Linked DNA regions of Zea mays: region 2 is linked to region 1. A link is a contact called in public Hi-C data. All regions are on one chromosome and are shown on one strand. The core of a region is the stretch at or near the end of the contact, and the rest is flanking DNA. Distances in the headings are between cores, read along the strand shown. Region 1 has its middle 27 kb from the start of LOC103637156. Region 2 holds the start of LOC100282422 (nucleic acid binding protein).

The links. A called contact is a pair of places that touch in the nucleus more often than the background predicts.
Region 2: a contact with region 1 is called in a Hi-C map of leaf, with 4 times the contacts expected there. The contact joins the promoter of LOC100282422 here to the enhancer-like site in region 1. A contact is called at or near these places in 3 of 25 Hi-C or Micro-C datasets (ear, leaf and tassel).

What each region holds. Positions count from the first base shown.
Region 1 is chr8:106,989,554-106,992,667 of Zm-B73-REFERENCE-NAM-5.0, forward strand. No RefSeq gene overlaps it. Among protein-coding and RNA genes, the nearest start is that of LOC103637156, 27 kb to the left of the region's middle. Within about 2 kb of position 1,573, at least 16 of the 20 cell types and tissues checked have an H3K27ac peak or open chromatin away from gene starts, as enhancers often do. A contact at or near this core is called in ear, leaf and tassel, where this site is marked.
Region 2 is chr8:107,131,004-107,134,117 of Zm-B73-REFERENCE-NAM-5.0, forward strand. It overlaps LOC100282422 (nucleic acid binding protein), which reads right to left and starts at 1,517. Exons shown (of 4, transcript NM_001155333.2): 1 at 1,031-1,517. The coding sequence starts at 1,199.

The DNA.
Region 1 (3,114 bases), core at 323-2,822:
TGTTACACACCTTTGTCAACCCCAATCACTCAACCTTCGCCTCAAGTGGCAGTGGGTCACCAAGCCTGCTACCCCTTCTCCATCGCTCGCCTGCTCCGCTACACAAGGCGCAACTATGTCTGTGGCCTTCTCGTGCCCAACTTCCTCCCCACTCTCCGCACGCACCACTCTAAAGGTTGGGTGTGCCTCTGCGGGACCACAATCCCCACTCCTCCCTAGCACTCTACGAGAGCGTGACCGCTCCTCTGCAGCCCATGTTCAACGAAGTCCCAAAGGAAACGATGTTCGATTAGAAGACGAGCTTCCTAGCAAGTGGGTACCTGTAGGCTATAGGGGCCATTTTCTGGTAGCAGTGTATTGCTCAAATTGAAGAATGTAGAGAGAAGATGAGAGACCCATCCCTACATATGTGTTGAATAAACATTGTTCTACTATTTAAAATATCTGACAAATGACATGAATTAAAATATGTAGTTAAAGGATTATGAAGATCCGTCATGAGATCCTAGGAGGACTCATATTCTTGAATTATAAGTACCCAACATGTAAATCTCATACCGATAATACATTCCTAATGAATGGTCACTCTCCTGTGTAGACAGAATACCTCATAGTTGAGATTATTGTTCGCTGATGGAACCTTTCTAGAAGAAAGAAGGTTTATGTTTCACATCAAAGTTTGATAACCCCTATAAAAGGATAAAGACCCATACATACCCAAAAAGAAATAAGATAAGGTACAAAAGGACTTGAAGTTCGCCTGATAAGCACATGTGGATGGCACGAATTTTACTAGGTATATGCACACTCATGTATTCCACCAGATGTGAAATTACAGTATCCTCAGAAGCCATGATGGCAGAAACTTGAAAGATTTAGTTGTTACTGGCAAAATATCCCATTAAGCCAGAATAACAGACTATAACGATGTATCTGATTGATGAAGAATACCTGAGGATTGCAATCTTTGATGGACCTTTGTTACACCAACATAGAAATTACAATGAAAGAACGCCTGGAGCAATGAGTCATATTTATAGTGTACCACTGCAAGTATATTATTCCCTAAGACATTTGGAAGGATAAGTTATTTGATTTGCACAACTATATATACATTATGGTGTAAGATAGAAAATTATAGCACACCAATCTCATCCATCTTTATTATTCCAGATGAACAATGAGGCACTTATCTTGAAGAATGTGTTTGAGTTATGAGGGATAACGGCTTTGATAAATGTCATCGTTAGGGAGAGCAAATGCTCAATATTGACCACAATTGTGGAAAACTAAATGTCATATAGTATGTCTTGAAGGCATCAACTTGAGGATCAATATGTAAACCTCCGTGGAAGGTTTTATCAAATATATAGATCCAGTTGAGTCAACACCACCTGTTAAAAGTGGGGTTTTATGTTGATATGTGCACTTACCTCGTGTATCCCATAAGTGAGTTGAGGTGAATTTCCTGAAATAATCCTTACAACAATATGTAATTCTGATGCGCCCAGGCCCGCACACTGCACGCACCAAGGCCAGCAGGCTCGCCTTCCTTCCTCTCCAGCTCGCCTTCCTTCCTCTCCAAACCTTCAACGCACCTGTGGGCCTGCAAAGCCCAGTCTCATAACCTGGGCAAACAGCCAGACCAGCCGGCCTGCAAAATTGTATCCATAGTATTTCTTGCCAAAAAAATACCCTAGACCCAACATTGTGTCCATAGTATTTCTCAGTAGGTATATATCCTCCTGTTTCTTTTCTCCAACATTGAACTGGCACTAGCTAGATTCTGCATGCTGTCGCTGTTATACTCGATCCTAACCACCACCATCACCACCAGCACCAGCACTGTTTGGGAGTGTGGGCAAAGAGAGCATCAACAAAAGCATGCCTCATGCCTGCGACGATGGCTGGCGACCAGCTAGCGGCGGTAAACAAATGCCCACCAAACTGGCAGGCACTTAACCCTGACGGGGCTAGGCGACGCCTTTAATTTAGCTTGCACTCAACTTTTTATCCTGCCCTCACCTCCTCTAGAGAGGAGAGAGGTGAATAAACTACGAGGGATTACCGAGGGAATAATGCCACTTTTTCCACGTCCGTCCAAAGCGAGGATGTCCGCTCTCTTGTTTATTTCCCTGCAACGGCAACCAACACACAAGTGAAAGCTGCGGTTTACTTTGACTGGAGACTGGACGTATGTATATATCGCCTGATTGGATGCCTATATCCGGACGCGCAGGATCGGGTGACCCTGGTTGACCTGATACGGTATTTTTCTGCGTACGAGTGGATGCAACCAAATAGCTATAAAATGGCTTATTTTGCATCCGCTCATGCAGCCTGCGCCCCCCTTGTGCAGGCAACCAAACATGAGCTCAGATAGAGTCAACGCATACGGTGGTCCAAGATGAGATGATGCGGGTAACCAAACATACAGATAGGCTCCCTCTAATGTGCGTGAAAGTGAATGCCTTTTGCGAGTTGGATTCTCCAGACGACCAATCTGCACTCCTATAATTCCCCTGCAGTGCAGATTGGTCGTCTGGAGAATCCTCTGCAGTGCAGATTGGCACCACGAGCGGAACAACGAACGACGATCCTGCTGTGCTGTGGTGCCAATCAATCAAACACTCAAACCGTCCTGTCCTTGTCAGCGAATGAAAAGGAAAGAATCTGAAGGGGTCGGGTCGGGTGTCTCCGGACAAAGGTCGCTGTCGCTATGTATATATCATTGTTCGTCGGTGGAGAGACCTAACTAAAACAACAAATCTCGGTTGACGCGTGCCTAAAATTATAGGACAACTTTCATTGGGTGGTGGAGATATGGAGGAAGCGAAGGATCAACGACTTCGGTAATAGATAAAGAATACATAGAACAATGGCTTGACAGGCTTGTGTGTGTGTGTGTTTTCTAGAAAAAAATATTGGATACTTTTTTTATTAATTAATCGCGACGTAGACGTACTTCCTGACCCTGAATTATAATGTATATACGCAGACATGAGATTTCTCAGAAGCTACGGATAGTACTACAAATAATAATAACAGGGGTGAACTGACAGACGGTTCAGACACACAAGCGGCTGCAGCCTGCAGGTTTGTGGCGGCGTCGAT
Region 2 (3,114 bases), core at 267-2,766, 140 kb after region 1:
TAAGGCACATGCCTAGGAGTTTAGATGAGGTGAAGTAAGGCACAAACTTCACAGCCAAGATGTGGTTTCAAGGGTGTGTTTGTTTCCCTCCTAGATTATATATAAGTTGGATTATGGTGGAATGGTAGAAGGGTAAAATATCACTTTAGGACCACAAATAAGCTGAAATAAGCTAGTATTGGGTAGCTTATTTCAGCTTATTTATAATCCCAAATTGATATTTTACTCGTCTACCCTTCCACCATAATCCAACTTATATAATCTAGGAGGGAAACAAACAGGGCCAAAGGCATGAAAGCAACCAAAAAAGGGGGAAATATCATATGGTTATAGTCTGGTGGGAGAAAATGTTAGCATTAGAGTGGAGAATGAGGAGATTGTTCTGGTTAATACAATTTCAAAGCACGTTGTTCTGGTTAATACCATTCAATTCACTGAACAGATCCCTCCTTTCTATGTACACTGCTAGTTCCGTTGTAGAGGTTACAACAATTGTCCAAAAAAACTTGATTCCTTACTGTTAAAACCTCTACAACCACGACAATGACGTATCCATTCAAGTTTACGAGCAATTTTCGATACACTAAACCAACTGTAAGCCTAAAACTGAGCCAAAACTACAGGTTGCCGATCAATATTGTTTTGTGGCTCATAATAAAGAACCGGAAGCATAATCAGCATCAGCAAGACGCAAAAGCCACCACAACAGACGAGCTAAATAAGGCAGAGATAAATCAGAAACTTAATCCTTAAGAATCCCCACAATTTCCCTACTAGGCTATTATCCCGCAGTTACCCGAGATAAAATGAAACCTAAAGGAATTATAATCCCCAATTCCGCACTGAGGAAGCACCAGACCCAAACCCTAGAGACAAGGCGCGAGAATCCCAGCCCAAATCCCACCGCCCACCGACGCGAAGCCACAGCGACCATCACATCCGCACAAGCATGATCCTACGACACCGAAATCGCAGGCGCAAGAAGCAATGTAAAGTGGTGAGCGAACAGATAAGGCGGCTCGGCACGTACCCATGAGGCGGTGGCGAGGGTTGTCGAGCGCCTCTACGAGGAACGGGTCCACGTGTGAGGCGACCCTCTCGTCGACCACCAACGTCTCCGTCGCCCGCGAGGCCTCGGCGGCGGAGGCAATAGGCGGCGGAGGCGACGCGGCGGCGGACGCGGCCGGAGAGGTGCTCATCGTGCGGCGGCGGGAGGGGGGGGGCGTAGGAGGGGCCGGGCTAGGTAAGCGGGGGCGGAGAGGAGAGGGAGGGAAGCTGCCGTGGACGGACGACGACTCGCCTTTCCCCTCTCCGCGTCCCCGATCGCGAAGCGGCTGGCTGCTCTTCTTGCCTGCGAGGAGGAGGCGAAGCGGCGCCCGGCTGCCCGAGAAGAGGAGGGGAGTCCGGAACTCCGGATGCCGTGTGCAGGCAGGGATCTGCGTTTTGCGGTGCGGCACGGAGCGGATGAGATTAGAAGACGATATCGGGCTCGGGGTGGCCGGTGGAATTGGAATCCGAAACCGGAGGCCGGTTCAGGATCCAAATCGTTGGTGTGACTTGTGAGATCAGGCAGCCCGGCTCTTGGGGAAATGCGGCGGATTTTTTGGTACGCGGCATGGACAAGTCTGAACATGGTCATGCCGACGTTTAGGGCTGATTTGGTGACCCGAGATCACGGGCCCTTCAATCCTCACGTGATTCTGTTGTCACCAAATCAACCTTTAGGGTTTTTTTCCTTTATTTACCTATATTTATGATTCTGGTTTCGCTGAACACGAGCTTACGCTCATCACCGGTGCGGGAAGTGCAACACATATTTCAACAAAGGAGGTACAACACCATCATGCTCTATCCAATTTACTATATTAAAAAGTTCGCATCGGATTAAAACCGACTGTTTGGACTAGTGTAGCTATAATCTATAGAGACAATAACATTGTAAAAACAATTTTAGGGTTTTTGTGCTAGATTGGAAACACAACAGTTTTTTTAAATAAAACAATTTCTATTCTCAGTTTTAGAAACTGGATTATAAAAACAGGTTGGGTGGAGGTGTTTGGAACTCAATTTATAATAAGCCAGTTTCTAGTTTTTTATACACAATTACTAACATATATTTCCTCTAATTAAAAAAATGGTGGCAATAGATGTAAATTCTATGAATTCGACAAGGACATGATGAAATTAAACAAACAAAAGCTGGTTTTAGCTAGAGGGAGTAGCTTCTTGGTTTTTAAGAAACTGGGAATACCGTTTCTATAAACTGGGATATATACTGAAATGTTTGGAACCACTCTAATTTCTACAAACCAGTTTCATAAAAAATGAATGCATCCAAACAAGCCCTTAGAAGATGAAGATGCTACAAAAAAATCTCCTATCTCCTCTTCTATAACTGTAATTTGTAAAAGATCTCTTTTAGATATTAGAAACTTTTGGCTTAGATGTGGTTTAAAGTTACTCAAATGTACCTACTTTAAATGTTTACAACAGTCTCACAATATTATTACAAACGAAAAATAATAAGGTCATCCATAAGATGTGAAGGACTCAATGACATAGGATTTTATGACTGACACACATGAAACATCCATGTTTGTGATCATCCATGACTGACACACATGAAACATCCATGTTTGGAACTGAACCTTGAGAACCTGCAAAATCGTTTTTATTTTTAAACATTGTATCATTCCTTATTAATAAATTATCCAATGAAGATCTTATTGTCCTATTCAATAAGATTACATTGTGCTTTGATCAACTACCAAATATGTAGTAGAAATGATTACACCATGGACTGCACGCTAAAGGAAACGAGCATAATGACATTCATAGAACAAATGTTATGTTGATTCATTTTTATCTTTAGTGAGAATCACTTTCCTTTTTAAATATCGCATGAATATTTTTGTCTTGAGAGGAAATTTTATTTTCTATATCTCCTGCATGGTATTTATGTGTTATTCTTACAACTAACTTGTGTCATTCAAATAACTTGTTTGTAAAATTACAATAGTAATGTACACAGATCATGAGGCAACTATTATTTGGGATGCTTTTCAAGGAAAGGTTGGGGACATCTAAATTTAATACAATTATGTTAGATTTATA